Linked DNA regions of Rattus norvegicus: region 2 is linked to region 1. Evidence: chromatin contacts called from public Hi-C data. All regions are on one chromosome and are shown on one strand. Each heading gives the region's core, a stretch centred on a gene start, on an enhancer-like site or on the middle of the called end of the contact. The rest is flanking DNA. Distances are from core to core; before and after follow the strand shown.

What was found. Hi-C and Micro-C count contacts between places; a contact is called where the count stands out from the background.
Region 2: a contact with region 1 is called in a Hi-C map of frontal cortex, with 3 times the contacts expected there. The contact joins the promoter of Adora1 here to the enhancer-like site in region 1. A contact is called at or near these places in 2 of 12 Hi-C or Micro-C datasets (the A7r5 cell line and frontal cortex).

What each region holds. Positions count from the first base shown.
Region 1 is chr13:48,070,232-48,073,025 of GRCr8, reverse strand. LOC120096251 (a long non-coding RNA gene) reads left to right here. Exons shown (of 2, transcript XR_005492457.2): 1 at 1-1,369. Among named protein-coding and RNA genes, the nearest start is that of Btg2, 16 kb to the left of the region's middle. Within about 2 kb of position 1,430, at least 47 of the 93 cell types and tissues checked have an H3K27ac peak or open chromatin away from gene starts, as enhancers often do.
Region 2 is chr13:48,245,481-48,248,274 of GRCr8, reverse strand. Adora1 (adenosine A1 receptor) reads left to right here and starts at 1,444. Exons shown (of 2, transcript NM_017155.3): 1 at 1,444-1,841. The coding sequence starts at 1,501.

The DNA of each region.
Region 1 (2,794 bases), core at 181-2,680:
AGCTCAGACCCTCTGCAGAAAGAGCAGCGAGGGTATCCGGGCTAGAAGCCAAGGACCTCAGGATGATACCTTGGACACGCTTTGGCCGTGAAACAGCTTTGTCTCCTTAACGATCCTCATTGTTAACGATCTACTTTGGGGACTGTTGCACATATCCGGATATGTACCCCTGACTGTGGTAGACCCATGTTTGAAGACAGACAAAGACAGAACGATGGGTCTGGGATTCAGGAGCCTGGTGCAAGGCTCTATCTGTGCTCTCAGACATTTGGGTCACTTTTCTTCTCTGCTGTCTCAGTCACTTCACAAAACAACTAGGGAAGGATTCCGAAAAACGGTTTAAAGCGCCGTACCTACTCCGAGATAGTGCAAATGTGTGGACACAGAGACTGGCTAGCACAGCAGCTGTCTCCATCTTGCTGGGAGGTGCCAGCGGTGGGTGTTGTTACCCCAATTTGCAGAGGAAATTGCAACTCAGACAGCCTCGTGATGACTGGTCCAGAATTATGCAGCAAGCAGAGGATGAACTGAGAAAGGGAGCCTTCTACTCCTGGCCTACTAGCCCATCCCCAACGACCTACTCTGTTAGTTAACCAGAGTTCAGCTCCCCAGCTGCCCCTCGGGGGGCTTGGATTTTTCCATTTAACCTATTTCTGAAGAGGAAAAACAATGCAGGTCAAGGGATTTTCCCTCAGTGACAGCCTGAGAACACAAAGCCCAAGGATTGCGGCTTAGTGAGCTGCCCCAGACCGCGGGTCTCTCTTCCCAGAGGCCCTGGCTCTGCTTAAGGCTGGCCAGAAGCCGAGGAGGAGCGTGGGGGCAGAGCTCCCCAGAGGCGCACAGATGGGCAGGCTGGGCCGGTAGCCGGCCTTTCAGCAACCTTTTTGTTTGGCAGCCAAACAGCCAGCGTCAGCTCGCCTGCCTCTCACCTCCTGGGCCTCGCCCTTCCCCCCAAGGAGGTGGGGGAAGCTGATGATCTCCTGAGCCACCCGGCCTTCCTCCTTTATGGGGGGTTGGAGAATGAAAGAAGGCCTGCAACTGGTGTGGGGCAACTGTTGCCATCTGTCTAGTGGGACGTCACTAGGCAGGGTCTCGCCCATTCACTCTTCACGCACCGCTGGGCCCCGGCCTTTTGTCGCTGGGGCCGGGTGGCTGCGGGAGGGAGGGCAGCAGGAGGAGGACGCACAGTTTCTTTGTGTCTAGACTAAACTTTCAGCTACTCACCAGGGTTATTTGCATGAGTGAGGAGGCTGACCAAGCCCCACACCGCTCAGGTGATTGACAACTCCTAGTCTCACTTTGGCTTAACGGAGTTGAAAGCAATGGCGCTCTCTCCTCCACCGAGGCTGGTCTTCCGTCTGGTCCCTCTGTGAGTGCATAGTGGATCTGATGGCTTTCTCCCTACTACTCCTCACCCCCAAACCCCGGACTGTGCTTGGCAGACAAGGAGGCAAAAGCAGGAGCAAAGCTCTATCTGCCAGAGCCCGGCAGCTGAGCCAGGGAAAGAAAAGCTGAAGAGAGGCGGTGGGGTTGGCAGCTCTCCAGCCCAGCTCCTGGGCTTTGAATAACACCCCAGGCCCGGGGCTGGGATCAATGCGGGGGAAGCTTTGGGGCATTTAATTATTTAAAGGTCTCAATAAAGGACCTAAGTCCCGGAGGAAGGGGGGGGGCAGACAGATGGTGTGCTCCCTCCATGAGCTGGGAAAGGGTGCAGGCTGGGGGTGGGGGTGACAGAGAAGGGGAGGGAAAGAGAGAAGGAATTGCTTGTAAAATCGGACTGCCTGCCAAGTTCTCAGGCACTCCTGTACCTCTGCCTGTCACTCCTTAACTTCCAAGTTGGCGTCTGCCCTATTTTGGAAATAGACCATAAAGCTCTGAAGTTTGGGGGAGCATCTCTGACACTTGAAGATGCTCTACACTGGTTCAGTTAACCAGGACTGGACACGTGGGTGAGAAGATTGTCTTTGGACTTCTTCTTTTCTCCTCCTCCCCCTCCTCCCCCTCTTCCTCCTCCTCTTCCTCTCCTCTTCCTCCTCTCCTCTTCCTCCTCTCCCCCCTCCTCTTCCTCCTCCTCTTCCTCCTCTCCCCCTCCTCCTCCTCTTCCTCTCCTCTTCCTCCTCTCCTCTCCTCCTCTCCCCCTCCTCCTCTTCCTCCTCCTCTTCCTCCCCTCTTCCTCCTCTCCCCCCTCCTCCTCTTCCTCTCCTCTTCCTCCTCTCCCCCTCCTCCTCCTCTTCCTCCCCTCTTCCTCCTCTCCTCCCCTCTTCCTCCTCTCCTCCCCTTCCTCCCCTTCCTCCTCTCCTCCTCCTCCTCTTCTGCTCCTCCTCCTCTTCTTCTCCTCCTCCCCCCTCCTCCCCCTCCTTCTCGCCCTCCTCCTTTTCTGGTCCTCCTCCTCCTCCTCTCCTCCTCTTCTTAAATTGGGGTAAAATTCACTAAAATGAAACATTCTCGTTTTCTCTAGCCCTCCCCCATTCCCTCCTAACTCTGAGGGGGGCTGGACCTAGCCCCCCTATGATCTGCCTCCTGGGCACTAGGACTTAAGGCCTGGGTGCCACCACACCTGGCTGAGCCACCACTTTCTTGGCAACACTGGAGGAAGGGCTGCTTTGCAGGGAGGAGGACAAAGATTCACTAAGTCATCCAGACTGGCCTCAAAGTCATGGTCCTCCTGCCTCAGCCAACCAAGTACTAGTGTTACAAGAGCACACCTGGCAGGAAGATTACAACTTGATGATCAAGACTGGGAGGGATCCCAGGGGAAGACATATTACCTATGTGCACCTCCTGCTGTTCTGCT
Region 2 (2,794 bases), core at 195-2,694, 180 kb before region 1:
AACGTGTGTGCTGGAAGCCTGGGCGCCCCTGACAGTGCGGGGACTGCTTTCCTGAAGAGAGTAGGTTTTAAGATTAGGGGAGGGGCCCAAGTGCCAATGGTTGTTGGTAGTGGGAGATCAGAGAGGGGCCTCCTGGAGTCCCGCAGGTGATTAGGACTTGGGCTGCTCGCCTGCCGCATTGAGAAGGGAGGGAGGAAGGGAGGGAACAGGGGAGACGACACCTCGGTACTGTCCCCGTCCCGAGGCCGGATCCATACATCACACCATTCGAGAAGCTCACGTTTTCCCAGCTTTTCTCACACTGAATCACTTCCTTTGTTTAGAGGAGGGGGTAGGGGAGGAGACGGAGGGCGACGAGGGAGGGGCCCGCGAGTGCCGCCGCCGCCCCCGCCCCCTCCCTCTCCGGTGTGCGGAGCCCGATTGTCACTCAGCTCCCGCGCCGGGGGCGACGAAGGCGCGGGCGCCAGAGTGGAGTCTCGGCTGGCTACCACCCCCTGGACCTAACTGGGTAACCCTGGGTTCCCCTGGCATCCTCTGAGTGAGCGACTGCCCAAGGTTTCGAGGTCTAGGGATACTTGGCTAGACTGTTCAGGTGGCCAGGAGCTCTGCCAGCTTTGGTGTGACCTTGGGTAAGTCTGTGGCTCAGTTCGTGCACCACGAATGTGCAGGAAAGGGGTGGATGAAACGACTGGGATCCCCCACTTGGGGCAGTCAATGGGCAAGGATTCTGGGCAGAGCTGAAGCGGGACCAGGCTACTGTTAAGATTCGGGCACCGGCGGCGTCCCAGGTGGGTGGGCACAGGGTAGGCGTGCGCGCACGCGGGGAATGGGAGCCCGTGGACCCGGCAGGTCCTGGGCTTAGTCCCTCAGAATCACGCCTGCCATCCAGTCCCAGGTATGAAACAGGGGCACTACCTCTTTAAACGCGTCCGGGGCTGAGCCTCTGCCACACCATGTGATTGCTTGAAAGGCCGGGCTGGGAGCGCAGCGGCGGGAGCCTGGAGAACGATGAGCCGATGCGCGCGCGGTGCCCAGAGCCCAGCCCTGCCCGGCGCGGCTCCGGAAAGCCGCCCAGGGAACTTAGGGCAACGCCTTTGGGACCCCCTACTGGTTGGTAGGCAGGATGGTGAGCTCCTTGCCTCTGGGTAGCGGACACCTGTGGGCCGCGTGGATGCACAGGGGATCCTTGTGGAGTAAGTGTACTGGGAGCCACCTCACACCTGATACAAAAGCCAGTGGTGGAGTGAGTGCTGCTATTTTAAGTTGCTGAATGGAACCTCTAAGGACAAGGGGAGGGGACAGAGGTTAAGCAGATAGTGAGCCTGAGTGCTGCCAGGGGCTGGCCAGGCACTGCATCCGTTTACTGGGGCACATCTTCGCAGGGCTGCCTATGTTCCCCTCCTTCCCAGGCTGGCATCCCCACCGCAGGCTTCCTGACCACAGGTGCTGGCCTCGTGCCCCAGGGCGCCTGTCTGCTGATGTGCCCAGCTCCTGCCCACCATGCCGCCCTACATCTCGGCCTTCCAGGCTGCCTACATTGGCATCGAGGTGCTCATTGCCTTGGTCTCTGTGCCCGGAAATGTACTGGTGATTTGGGCTGTGAAGGTGAACCAGGCACTTCGCGATGCCACCTTCTGCTTCATCGTGTCACTGGCGGTAGCTGATGTGGCCGTTGGCGCCCTGGTCATCCCACTGGCCATCCTTATCAACATTGGGCCACAGACCTACTTCCACACCTGCCTCATGGTGGCCTGCCCTGTCCTCATCCTCACCCAGAGCTCCATTCTGGCTCTGCTCGCCATTGCTGTGGATCGATACCTCCGAGTCAAGATCCCTCTCCGGTGAGTGCACAGCAGCCCAAGGTACTCTGTGAAACCCGATGTTGGGTGGCTTGGGGGATGAGCTAGAGAAGACAGAAGTGCATAAGCCCCCAAGTCAGTCAGGTATTCTCTGGCCATTTGGATCCCAGCCCACATCTCCTTCCTGGGCTCTGTGTGGGGATGCTCAGCAGAGCTGCGGCTGGAGAAGCAGGAGGGGGCTGGGTGTCCAGAGAATTACCATCCCGACAGTGCCCATGACCTCAGTGCTGAAGCCTCTGCAACCAGAGGGTCTTGGGGAGCAGGTGAAGTAGGGCCTGGAGTGGGGTTGGAACATCTGGAGGAGCTAGTGAGACAAGGGACAGTGAGTGTAGGCTTGGGAATGATCCCGGTTCCACCAGTCTGGGAAAGGAGGAGAGAACTCCAGGAGAGAGATGAGGACATGTTGAGGGTGGCACACCAGGACCAAGGGTGCTGCTGCTTCTTGGACCAGACCAAACTGGCTTCCGGAAGGCACTGTTTAGCTCACTTGTTCAGCAAATGTTTTTGTACCAGCCAGCTCCACCCTCCGGACTGTCCTGCTGAGCCCAGAGGGCTAGTTGCCTCTGCCTGGCTCCCCCTGAGGGAATCTTTTTGCAGGCAGAGAGAAGGCTGGTGGCTGACCTTCCTGTTCTGGCTGTTGCTTTTGCTGTTTCTAGGCAGCTCCGGGTGGGAAGCTTAATGGTGGCAGCCCTCGTCGTGGGGGGTCCATCTCCCTTGAGGATCCCTGCCCAGGCCTACCAAGCCATAATCTTGGCACCAGACAGTGCCTGGGTCACCAAAGGCCAGCAAGTGCCTGGGCACACTGCCAGGAGCTAGCTCTGCTGGGACACTCTTTTGAGTGCTTTTCCCCCTCTTTGAATTCTTGTCATCAGTAGGTTTTCTGAGGGTGAGTTTTAGCCATCTTTAGCACCTGCCATTCTGTGCAGCTTCCTAGC